Regions from separate parts of the Mus musculus genome. Here region 1 is linked to region 2. A link is a contact called in public promoter capture Hi-C data. All regions are on one chromosome and are shown on one strand. The core of a region is the stretch at or near the end of the contact, and the rest is flanking DNA. Distances in the headings are between cores, read along the strand shown.

Region 1 (5,511 bases), core at 2,912-5,411, 470 kb after region 2:
CATTAAAGTCCTTAAACTCTTAAAGCTTCAGTGACTGAGGATATTACGCAGGGGCAGGGAGGCACTGGGTTTGACCTTCAGCACTAAAATAGTTAAATATTACTCTGCCATCACACATCACATTGAGCATATAATTTTTCTGAAATTTTTCATTATCTTTGGGGGTTTGTGGCTGTCTGTACGCAAGGTATGTGTTTCTAAAAGTTCATGTGAGTGGAAGAAATGTCAGTAAAACTAATAAGGCAGTTAGCCAATAAAGAAAGTTTGATTTTTCTCTTCTTTAACAATTAGAAATGTGTTTCCACTGACTCCCCCAAGTTATTTTCTGACCTCTACATACAAGCACACACACAAACATACTGAAATACAATGAAAATTAAAACAAAAATATATTTAACAAATTTGTTCTTTGCTTCGGCGATCTCCTCTCCTACGTAAGCCAAGTTATCAGTGTTTTCTTCACAATAAGAGGATCATTTCAAAACAACAGTAGCCATTTAGGACAGATTATGGGACTTAATTTTGCACACATTGATAAGACAGAAGCCATAGTGCCATCGAAAGTTAAGATTATCTTGGTACAGTGACATTGTATTAGAGGAGGAGGCTTGGTTTGGGGACCATTGGCCTTGGCCTGCTAGAAAATGAACAGTTCCTCCAAAGGACACAGTGCTTTCTTCTCTTCCAAGCTCTCGGCCTTGCAGGACCCTGGAGACAGGATGCTTGGTGCTTGCTCTGCAATCCCTTTAACGCTCCCACGCCACCAGCCTCTCCTTTCATGAGTTTTGACTTGCTCTTTTTATTTTTATGCATTTCTCCTCTGTTGGTTCCACTGGAAAGCTAAAACTGAGGTGCCTGGTAAAATTTCATCCATAAAAGACAGCACTCGGCTCCCCTGTTCTCAGAGACCCATGTCCATGATACTTAGAATTCTCCTAACCATCCTGGAGTGTTAGGCATAAGAACTGACATTCAGTGGTGATGTGTTTTCGCCACTGATCAAACGACAGTTGGACTAAAGGACCTCTGACCTCCCTTCCAAGTTTCCAAAACAAAACAATATTCTCCAAAGACCCAGAACTCACTTAAGAGCTGCAGTGACTTGTAATCCTATGTAATGTCAAATCACATCAGTCATTCATTAGGGGACTTATCTAAAACGTGCGAGCAAACCTGATTAAGCAAACCGTGTCAAGCGCAGCCAACCTGAATCAAATGATTGGATATGAATTTGCAGCAATTGGATTGTTCCTGTGCCTGTTATGACAGAAAGGAATGATTATCAAATATTTTCCAAATTGTCTCCTAATGAATCGCAGACTGTTCATGTAGTGGGAAACGCCATTGTCGCAAGACTCCCCTCTCCTCACCACGGTTGGCTTTGGGTTGCTTATTATCCATTAGTGCCAATGTGCCTTACTCAATGAGGCAAGCTTAGACTGGAGAAATGAAGATTTCAACCCTGTTTATACCTTCCCCTTTTCTAAAACGAGATATATTTTCTTGCCCTTTTCCAATAGTCCAGTTTCTTTTTCTTCACAAAAAATATTCAGCAAAGTTTATGAAGTCTGTATGTATTTCCCCTGGCTCTCAGAAAGAGAAAATTAATTTAAATACAATTTTTAAAAGACCGTGTTCTCAAAGAAGAGGCCACTATTGTTTATTGAATCAGGGTGTTGTAATTAGCATTTTATTTTGTTCTCTGGCATAGATTCACCTGCAGTAATATAAAAATCAAAAAGATAAAAAGGAAAAGGAGAAAACACTAAGCCCACAAAAGTGCAACGATTTTGATGTTTTTGCTTAATGAGAATTCACAGAGAATGTCAGTTACTTGAACAATAATTAAGAAATAAACAGAATATGCTGCCCCTGAAGTGTGACCCATCCTACACTGAATTCTCTTTTGAGCACTAGAACACTGTCTGTATTCCAGGCCTAATACGTGCCTCTCTCCCGAATGAGCTCTGAGCTAAGTAGCAGTTGGGAATGTGGGATTGTACAACAGCGTTAAGGCTGCATATAAGACTCATCAGAAAGCAAGTTTGCTAGCTGAGTTAAACAAGAAACCCCATTCATGGGCTTCTGAACCAGTTCACTTTAGAACTCTCCCGCCTGCTTCTTTTCACAAAGGGAATATAGTGTTTATAAGAACTCAGCAGTTTGAAGGGGGAAAAACTGGTCTCTGGAAAGTGTTGATTTCCTTCCTTCTCAGGGAACTCAGAGGGTCTTAGACTTTCCTAGATTCTCAGTTCAGACCTCCCAGAGGCAAATCTAACCTCCAACTCTGCCAAGAATAGTGTTTTATCAAGCTCAACAAACACTAATTTGTGTGTTAATATTCATGCTAATGTACTAATCGTTAGTTATATAAACAAACCATTTGGCTGTACAACTGTCAACAGGACCAAAATCTGCTAGCATAGACATCAGCTTCACATACATGCCCGCATACAACTACTGAAAGATCAGAAACTCAGCAGCACACTGCTGTGGCCAAGGAACAAAAGCCTATGTGACAAAACTCCAAGGTCTCTTAGGAAAAGTAGTGAATCAGCACTCCTGAAGAAAGCAGAGTCCTCTTCGCTGAGGAAAGCGGGGGGAAGGGGGGAACCCATCATCTTTTGGACCTTGCAGGGCCTTCCCCATACAAGCAGCATACAGCATGGCTTCAAAACCTGTAGGCTTTTGATAACTAGATGAAGTCAAAGAACCTTGGACGTCGAGTGTCACTGCCCAATTCTCCAGTAACTCCCTGGCAATGACAATTTCTCTATGAAAGATTCCAAAATATGACTAATCTAGTATAAGATGCTTGTCTGGATGCTTCATTTGCTATCACACCTACCTTAACAGAATTCAGCTACTAGTACAGAACTGACAAAGGCATTTCAGAAGTGACCAAGTCAAAGAATCAAAGCCAGAAGAAACTGCCCTAATTAAATCACAATATAGACATGGGAGGAGCAACTGAGAATAACTGACTTGTCTGCAGCAGCTACTTGCATTTCACTCTGATGAAACAGTTTAGAGGATCAGGAGTCTCACTCCATGATGACATAAACCCATATACCTGTTCTGGACTACAGAGCTCTAAAGTAAGTCTATGTGCTTAAAGATACATATATCTACAACACACACACACACACACACACACACACACACACACGCACACATGCATACACACACAGAAAAACCCAGTCTTTTTAGCAGAGCTATTACTTGGCTTAAACCATGGATGGGGTATGACTCTGTAGTAACATGGCTATTTTTCAAACAAGCATAGTAGAATTTAACAATAGACATGACTTTTCAAAGTAAAGGTTTCTTTAGACAATTCTTATGAATTCAATTGTCTGACAAATCCTGTTTTAGAATTACCTTCTTGGGTGTTTGCAAAATTGTTAAGGATTTAATAAATTTAAAATCAAATCAATCAGATGTATGCTAATATAGGAGTATGTTATATGGAATCCATAACTTTATCTAAAAAACCTTCTGACTCTGTTATATTCTTGAATATTTTCCTATTACTGTACTACAGGCAAAAACCAAAAAAACTAAAAAACAAAACAAAAATCTCAAAATTAAATGTAGTAAATAGACAAGCTCATTTATTAGGCAGTAGGCCAACCTCACAAAATATTGTCAACTAAATAACAAAGCTAATTTTTGAATACTTTATGACTTGAAAAATCCTTCTTTATGGACAATTACAGTAGAGCTGTTCTCAATGTCCTTCAAACTAGGGCAACACTTTCATGGCTATTGCATGGTGTTACTTGGAACCTTGAATCTCTGAGATGGTTGCAGTGTGTGCAGGTAACTTGTGACTTCCTTCCAACAACAGAAGCTCGAGGCTCAGGCACACCTGAACAATTACATTACACCTCTAACCAAGCAGAACAGCTCTTTTTCTTTCTTTCTCATTTGCGTATGGTACTGGGGTTCTGCAAGGACCACATAGGTAAGAATGGAGTCTTGGTTAATCATGTGAAACTGATGGATGCTGGCACTCAGGCCTGAATTCACTTAAATTCTGATACCAAATACAGTATAGAGGGACTGAAACTTGTGAATGGATACTTCCTGTCTGCTCATGGCACTGAACCCCAAGGGATGCCCTAAACCATAAGACTTAAAACCACAAAATACATTCTTCCTTTTTTCTGTTCTCTTTTCTCTTTTGGGGCCTACCAAATCCTCTCTGTACACAGCTATTTCCTTGAGCTGATATTGGCTGAACACTTAGAAACCACAGAATTATGTTGAGAGGTTAACACTCATTCCACGATAAAACTGTGTGGCTGTGTCATATGCGGAAATTGCCGGTATTGTTAAAGCTTCAGAGGGAGGAGTGAAGGTCACTTTCTTTTTTATGGCATTAGGCACATGGGCTTGGAGGGTGTTGGTGGATGGCAGCCACCAACTGTGTATGAAGCAACGGTGCTGCCAAAACTGTGAATAATTAACAGATCTGAAAATATAAATAGATGAAACCAATGGCACGTTTGCCAGGAGGGTTGACCATCACAACTTGGCTTCCCAAGGGCAAGTTTCTTCAAGAGCACCATTTCCCACCTGTCCCAGGCTGACTATGGAAAGTTGAGGGTGTATTTTGGTTTGGTTATTTTGTTTCATTTTATCCATATTGGTATAGGCTAAGGCAAAGTGTCTGTGAGGCAGACACAGGGCAGATGAACGAGTATTTGTAACACTTGATATTCAAACCCTTTGGGATAGAACATTTTATGCTTGAAAATATTTTCACTGGATATATGTACAGCCCCCTTTCACCTAGAACTGTTGATAAAAATAAGTCTTTTTTTATTGTGCTGTAATAGAGTATTCTAAAACTCTACACCTGAACTCTCTCAAAATACAACCCGTTTTCTTCTTAATACACATAGCAGAGCATGAAAACCATGTGTTAGCTGCATGATGAACTGGCAAGCCACAGTTTTGATTTCTTCCTTCCTTCTTTCCTTCCTTCCTTCCTTCCTTCCTTCCTTCCTTCCTTCCTTCCTTCCTTCCTTCCTTCTTTCTTTCTTCCTTTCTTTCTTTTGGTCATAGGACCATTTGGTTCTGCACATAATATTCTTCTGAGGAAAATGGTATACATTCACCTTTGAACTGAATTATTTTATGGTAATTAAGTGGATTTGACTCTCACCATTTTCCTGCCTTTAGGGTAAGACTTCATCTCAGTTTTCCTGTATAATTTCATTCGTTTTTCAGCTGCTTGCTTTCTATTCCTACTTCTATATGGTTTTGCTTTCTTAATTTCTACTTCTTTAGTTGCCCACAGATATGTGTTTTCTTCGTTATTCCAATGAGCTATATTTAGAAGCTAATATGCTACATTCCTTTAAAATACTTGAGTTTCAACTCCCCAGTACCCATATGTTATTTTCTATGTCTATATGATGTGGTAATAAAAGAGTTTTCAAAAACGTCTTGGAACTGGAGATTTTTATGTTTTGAGGAATTCCCAGGCAAGCTTTGAATCTT
Region 2 (5,386 bases), core at 1,343-3,842:
ACAGAATACATCTCTCCTCTTTTCTCTCTCTCTCTCCCCTCTCTCTCTCTCCTCTTCTCTCTCTCCTCTCTCCTCTCTCCTCTCTCTCTCTCTGAAGGCTCGGGGCATCTCAGCCATCTAAACCTCTACATCACCTAAGATGAGAAGAGTTGGGACAACAAAACTTAAACAGAAATATTCCTAAGTGGAGATATCTTCAGTGGTAGTTTGTAGAGCATCCTCATTTGCTTACCCACAGAGCATTTCTGCCATGCCCAAGTATTTCAGAGAATATATTGGAATTGTCTCTTGACTTTTCATTTGCCTTCATTGGCATCTAATCGTGGCCTTTTGAAATAACCAGTAAAGTCAATATGTCTCCTGACATAATTGTAGGGATACAAGAATATTTTATTGAACTATTTCCTTTCTAGTCCTAAAACTTAAGCTTCCCGCCCCCATAAACGTCATCAAACAGCACCAGTGCACGGTTATTTGAAATCTAAGTCAGAGTGCAAGGTTGTATTGTTTAGCAAATAACAGTACAGGATGTCCAGATGGAAGTGGAATTTTAGATAAACAATATATTTAGTCTGTACTGTGGTTTTAGTATAAATATGTCCCCAAATCTACATGTGACATTTGCTAAAAAATTATCTAGAATTAATATTTAACCGAGTCTCATATCGTACCTAACAATTCCAGCCGGTTTCTTTCTCCGGCCCTCTTAAATGCCATATACAATACCAGCGCTGTTCATCTCTATCTCACTAAACATCTGGAATATACCGACTTTTCTCCAGTCTTCTGTCATCACTGCGGCAGAATCTCCCAGGCAGGAGCTTCTACTTATGTGGAAAATGTACCGTATTCTAACTGCAGCTGAATCAGCAGTCAGAGACACAAGCTAACTTCAGTTTCTCTTTCTCTGGGTTCAGTGTTTGGTAGCTGTAGAAATCTAAACCCTCTGTGAGTACACCCAGCAGAGAGGCCCCTGGTTATCTCTGAAGCTAGCCTCAAGCTCTGGGAAAGAACTGTTCTCTGAGATAGCGAAACCCTGAGATAGCTGAAACCCGACACCTTTATAAACACGTTGCCCATTTGAAGCCAATGTTGCCAAAAGATAAGCCAAGAAACGCGTGGGCAGAAATGGTAGATCTGGGTCTCTGTAAGGTTGGTTTTCCAAAGTTAACTTTTAAAAGTTCCCCTTTTTAAAAATGGATTCTATGATTTATAAAGAATCTGCTTGGTTTACGTTCAAAATAAAAATTTGGGGTGATCAGGAAGTAGAAATCAGCTGCTGGTGCTGAGTGTAGGGAAGAGTTGATGCTGGCAGCTGATAAATGTTTGGGCTGGGAGCACTCCTACCTTGGAGTACTGTGAACATATGTACATAATATGTAAACAAACCAGCATTTGCTGGAAATAACCGGGGCAGCGAGTTCCTCTAACATTACAGAGCAGCGTAAGACGATTAAAATAAGTCAGAATCTACGACAAAACACCCCCTGTCCGATTTCGCTGTTTATCACAGGATTGTTACAAATGACTAAGTCCTAGAAACATGACAGGCCACGCGTTTAAAACATTTCAAATGTTAATCTGAATGCTCTTCAATGTAACACAGAGCACCAACAAGTCTTAACAAGTCGTCGGGTGCCAGACAAAGAAATTCCATTTAAATTCCGGAGGTGGAAAGGTAATTTCAGCGCGGACCACCCTGCCAGCCCACTACATCTTAGAGAGAGATGCGGGGCTTGGGGAAGAGGGCGGGTTGAGCAATAGCTACAGGTGAAGCCTCCGCAGAGCACCCAGAATAAAAGCTGCACCTGCATTTCCTGGCATAGCCTGCTTCGCTGGATCCACTCAGCAACAACGTGACCGTCGGATCCCGGCTCCCACAGACAAACCCGCATCTCAAAACAAACAAACAAAAATGTAGCCCGCGTTCCCGCTGGAACCACAGCTGGGTCACAAAACCAACCGCCCTGGGAGGGACCCACGGGGCGGAAGTGCGCTTTCCTGTGCGGGGACGGGATCTGAGGGAGGCCGGAGCTCTACCCACGTCCTCCCTGGGCCGCGGCTGACCGCGGCCGCCCCGCCGCACGCGCTTCCCCAACAGCCTCCCATGCAGGGCGCGGAGGGTCGGTGGGGAGACGCCGGCGTGGGACGGCGGGCGGGCGGGCGCGGGGACCGCCCTGCCTTCGCGTCCCCAGGCGCCCCCGCCAGCCGGGCCCACCCGCGCGCGGCTCTGCGGCCCCGGAGGCGGCCGCGGCCTGCAGGAGAGTCCCCGGCTGCCGCCCGGCCCGGCCTCCCGCCCCGCGCACCTCTCCTTGGAGTAGAGCTGCAGCTGCTGCTCGCGCTGCCTCTTCCGGGTGAACGCCATGGAGGCCCAGGGCTCGCAGGCCGCCGACTGTCCCGAGCAGTCCCGAGCGGCCGCACCGGGCGGGCAGGCGGGCGGGCGGCCGGGAGCCCCACGCTGCGCCCCAGGGCCCGCGGCGTCCGGACGGCGCTCACCGCAGCATCCTCGCGTGGGGACTCGGGCGACGCCGTGACTCAGGCCCGGAGGAGGGGCGCGCAGTGACCTGAGGCCGCGGGAGCCGCGTCCTACACTGCCCCGACTAACCTCTGCAGCGCTGCTGCGGCGAGGATACCTCCCACGTGAGCCTGAGACCTGCCCGGGAGCCCCCCAGTTCGTTGGCGGCGGGGATTTGAAATAACAAGGTTTTTGGATGTTTAGTCCCAAATTTCAGTCTTTGAAATAAATAATCGATGGGATTTTATTTTATTTTTTTCGCCCGTGTATGGTGTAGCGGTTCTTAGTAATATTCATATTTAGGTTGCAACTATTATCACAGTGATGGGATATTTTTACTATCTCAAAAAGAAACCTTTACCTTTTAGCAATCACTACTCCTAGGTGCATCTCCACAAACCTTTGCCCTAGAAAACAGTACTTAACTTTCTGTCTCTGTGAATTTGCCTAGCCTGGACATCTAGAATAAAAACATCCATACAATATGTGGTCTTTGTGTCTGATTTCTTTCATTTAGCACAATGCTTCCAAGGTTCGTCTGAGGTATAGCACAAGTCAACATTCTATTCCTTTTTATCACGGAAGTGTATTCCATTGTATCACACACTGCATTCCTGTTAATATATTCAACAGTTGCCAGGCACAGCAGTGTTCCCACCTTTTGGCTATAAGCATTCACGTACCCGTTTATGTGTGTAAATGCTTTCATTTCTGTTGAGTGAAGTCGAAATCAAAGGGTGGAGTTTCTAGACTGTTTTAATAAGTCCATCTGTGAACTCTGAAAGTCTGCTACTGTGCTTTCAAAGTATCCATTTAACTCCCACTAGCAGTAAAGAAAGGTTCTTACCTTCAACAATACTTACCTTTTATATTCTGTCCTGCCAACTATGACTCGTATTTCATTGGGGTTATGATTTCTCAATACCCTGAGAATACGCTGGATATTGCTTACCTTTAAGGGACTCTCAAATAACAAGCCTCTAAGTTGTGTGTGTTGAAACACTCCTAGTGTTGGCTTAAGAATCAAGTTCTGCAGGGTTGAAAAAAAAGCACAACAATGGCAACAATTAGCTGTCCTTCATCACTGGCAGCATGTGGGGGAAGATCGGAAGTCATAACTGAAGAGACCTGAGTACCCTATGTCAGTGAATCTCTTCCTTTTATCCGAGTGCTGCACAGACTCTGTAACTACCCTAATGGTCCTTGGGAACGAGCTTGTGTGCATGTGTGCACAATGACATAAGATTATGAGAATGGCTAAGATACCATCTGAAAATTTTCTGTGTGGCAAATAGTATAGTAGATGCTATGGACTCAAAGGAGAGAAATTAATTTGGCTGGAATAAAGTAATTAAAAAATAGACCAGAATCTAAGTTTTCTTTTCATTAAACATTGAGGAAAGATGTGGTCCTGGTAGTGGTGGAGAGTGACAGAGTCTCTCCTTGGCCAAATTCTATCCAGGTCCTGAGTTCTCTCAAGCTTTGATCTTAGCTTACAAAAACGGGGGACTTCCATCTCGTTCCCTCTCCATATTAAGAGCCTTAAAGCTCTGGCATCATTTCTAAGGGTTCCTCCGGATGGCCCTAAGCCCCTTTCAGTACCTGTTCAAAGCTGCCAAGAGATCTTGTTGCTGTCCTCAACTACTGTCTACATAGGCTGGAACTCGTGTGGGGCTGGGGAGATAGCTGCCAGCAAAGTATCTGCCACATGTGGGCGGGGATCTGAATATGCATCCGGGCATCCATGTGAGAAAAAAACAATTAAAATAATGAAGCATATCAGGTCCAGCCTGTAACCCCAACACACTGGGGAGTCTGAGGCAGTAACTAACTGGCTAGCATGGCTAGTGAGTGCTGGGTTCTGTGAGAAGCCCTGGCTTTGATGCCTGGTCTCCCAAGGGCACACAGCCCAGGAGCATACAGCTATGAATTCATTTCCACACCTATAACACACACACCACCAACAAAGCACTCCCAAGCTGCTTACATTTGCCAATCACTCCTCTGTTCCTTTGGTATGTTTATGCATCTCCTGCAGCTCAGAAGTATCTCTTTCAAGGTCCTGAAAGCCATTCTTTTGAAATGGGTGTGGGAAGACAGAATCTAACTTTTGTAATTGCTGCTAGCAGACAAGCTGCCTGACCAGCCTTTTGTAGTTTTCTGTTTTCCTAATTCTCCTGAGCCACTGAGCCCTTCCTGAGTTGTCCCTTCAGAGTATTTACTCCTCCACACATCAGAGCTCAGTTCAGCTCCCACACCTATTGTAACAGCGCACTTCTGATTATAAGTGGTCCTTCCTACTTTAGGTGTTTCTTGGACAAAAAGAAGGGAGAAATATTTTTCAAAGGGTCTTTCTTTAACATTAGCTCTGAAGAGAGAGATTTCTGCTATAATAGTTTGTTAGGGACAAGAATTTAAGAGAACTGAGAGCTGGCAGTCTCTCACTTTCCTGACACCTCTCTACCTCACTGGCCTCTCTTCTCTTGTGTTCTGTGTTCTGTGTGTGTGTGTGTGTGTGTGTGTGTGTGTGTGTATAAAAGATGTTCTGGTTTCTATCAAAGTTTCTTCCCAGCAATCAAGAATCTGAAATTATGCTTTCTTCTGTCATTCTCTTAGCCAATCTATCTTCTGTCAGTATTGGATTTTTCCCATCTGAATAGTAACTTTTTTTTTTTCATTTTACTAAAATATATTATTTTTTCCATACAGTGTATTCTGATTAAAGTTTTCCCTCCCTCCACTCCTCCAGGTTCCCCCATCCATTCCCTTTCTGTCTCTCACTAGAAAAGAACAAGCTACTAAGAGATAACAGCCAAACAGGACAAATAAAATATAATAACATGAAGCAAAAATCATCATTTCAAAGTTGGA

The links. Promoter capture Hi-C pulls out the DNA fragments that hold promoters and counts their contacts.
Region 1: a promoter capture Hi-C map of pre-B cells shows a contact between it and region 2. The contact joins the enhancer-like site here to the promoter of Nsmaf in region 2. A contact is called at or near these places in 1 of 39 promoter capture datasets (pre-B cells), 2 of 484 Hi-C or Micro-C datasets (centrocytes and pre-B cells) and 1 of 115 datasets of contacts at active chromatin or transcription factors (memory CD8 T cells).

What each region holds. Positions count from the first base shown.
Region 1 is chr4:6,920,725-6,926,235 of GRCm38.p6, forward strand. The region is part of intron 1 of Tox (thymocyte selection-associated high mobility group box); the gene reads right to left. Among named protein-coding and RNA genes, the nearest start is that of Tox, 67 kb to the right of the region's middle. Within about 2 kb of position 4,162, at least 92 of the 459 cell types and tissues checked have an H3K27ac peak or open chromatin away from gene starts, as enhancers often do. A contact at or near this core is called in centrocytes, memory CD8 T cells and pre-B cells, where this site is marked.
Region 2 is chr4:6,451,679-6,457,064 of GRCm38.p6, forward strand. Nsmaf (neutral sphingomyelinase (N-SMase) activation associated factor) reads right to left here and starts at 2,593. Exons shown (of 31, transcript NM_010945.2): 1 at 2,307-2,593. The coding sequence starts at 2,365.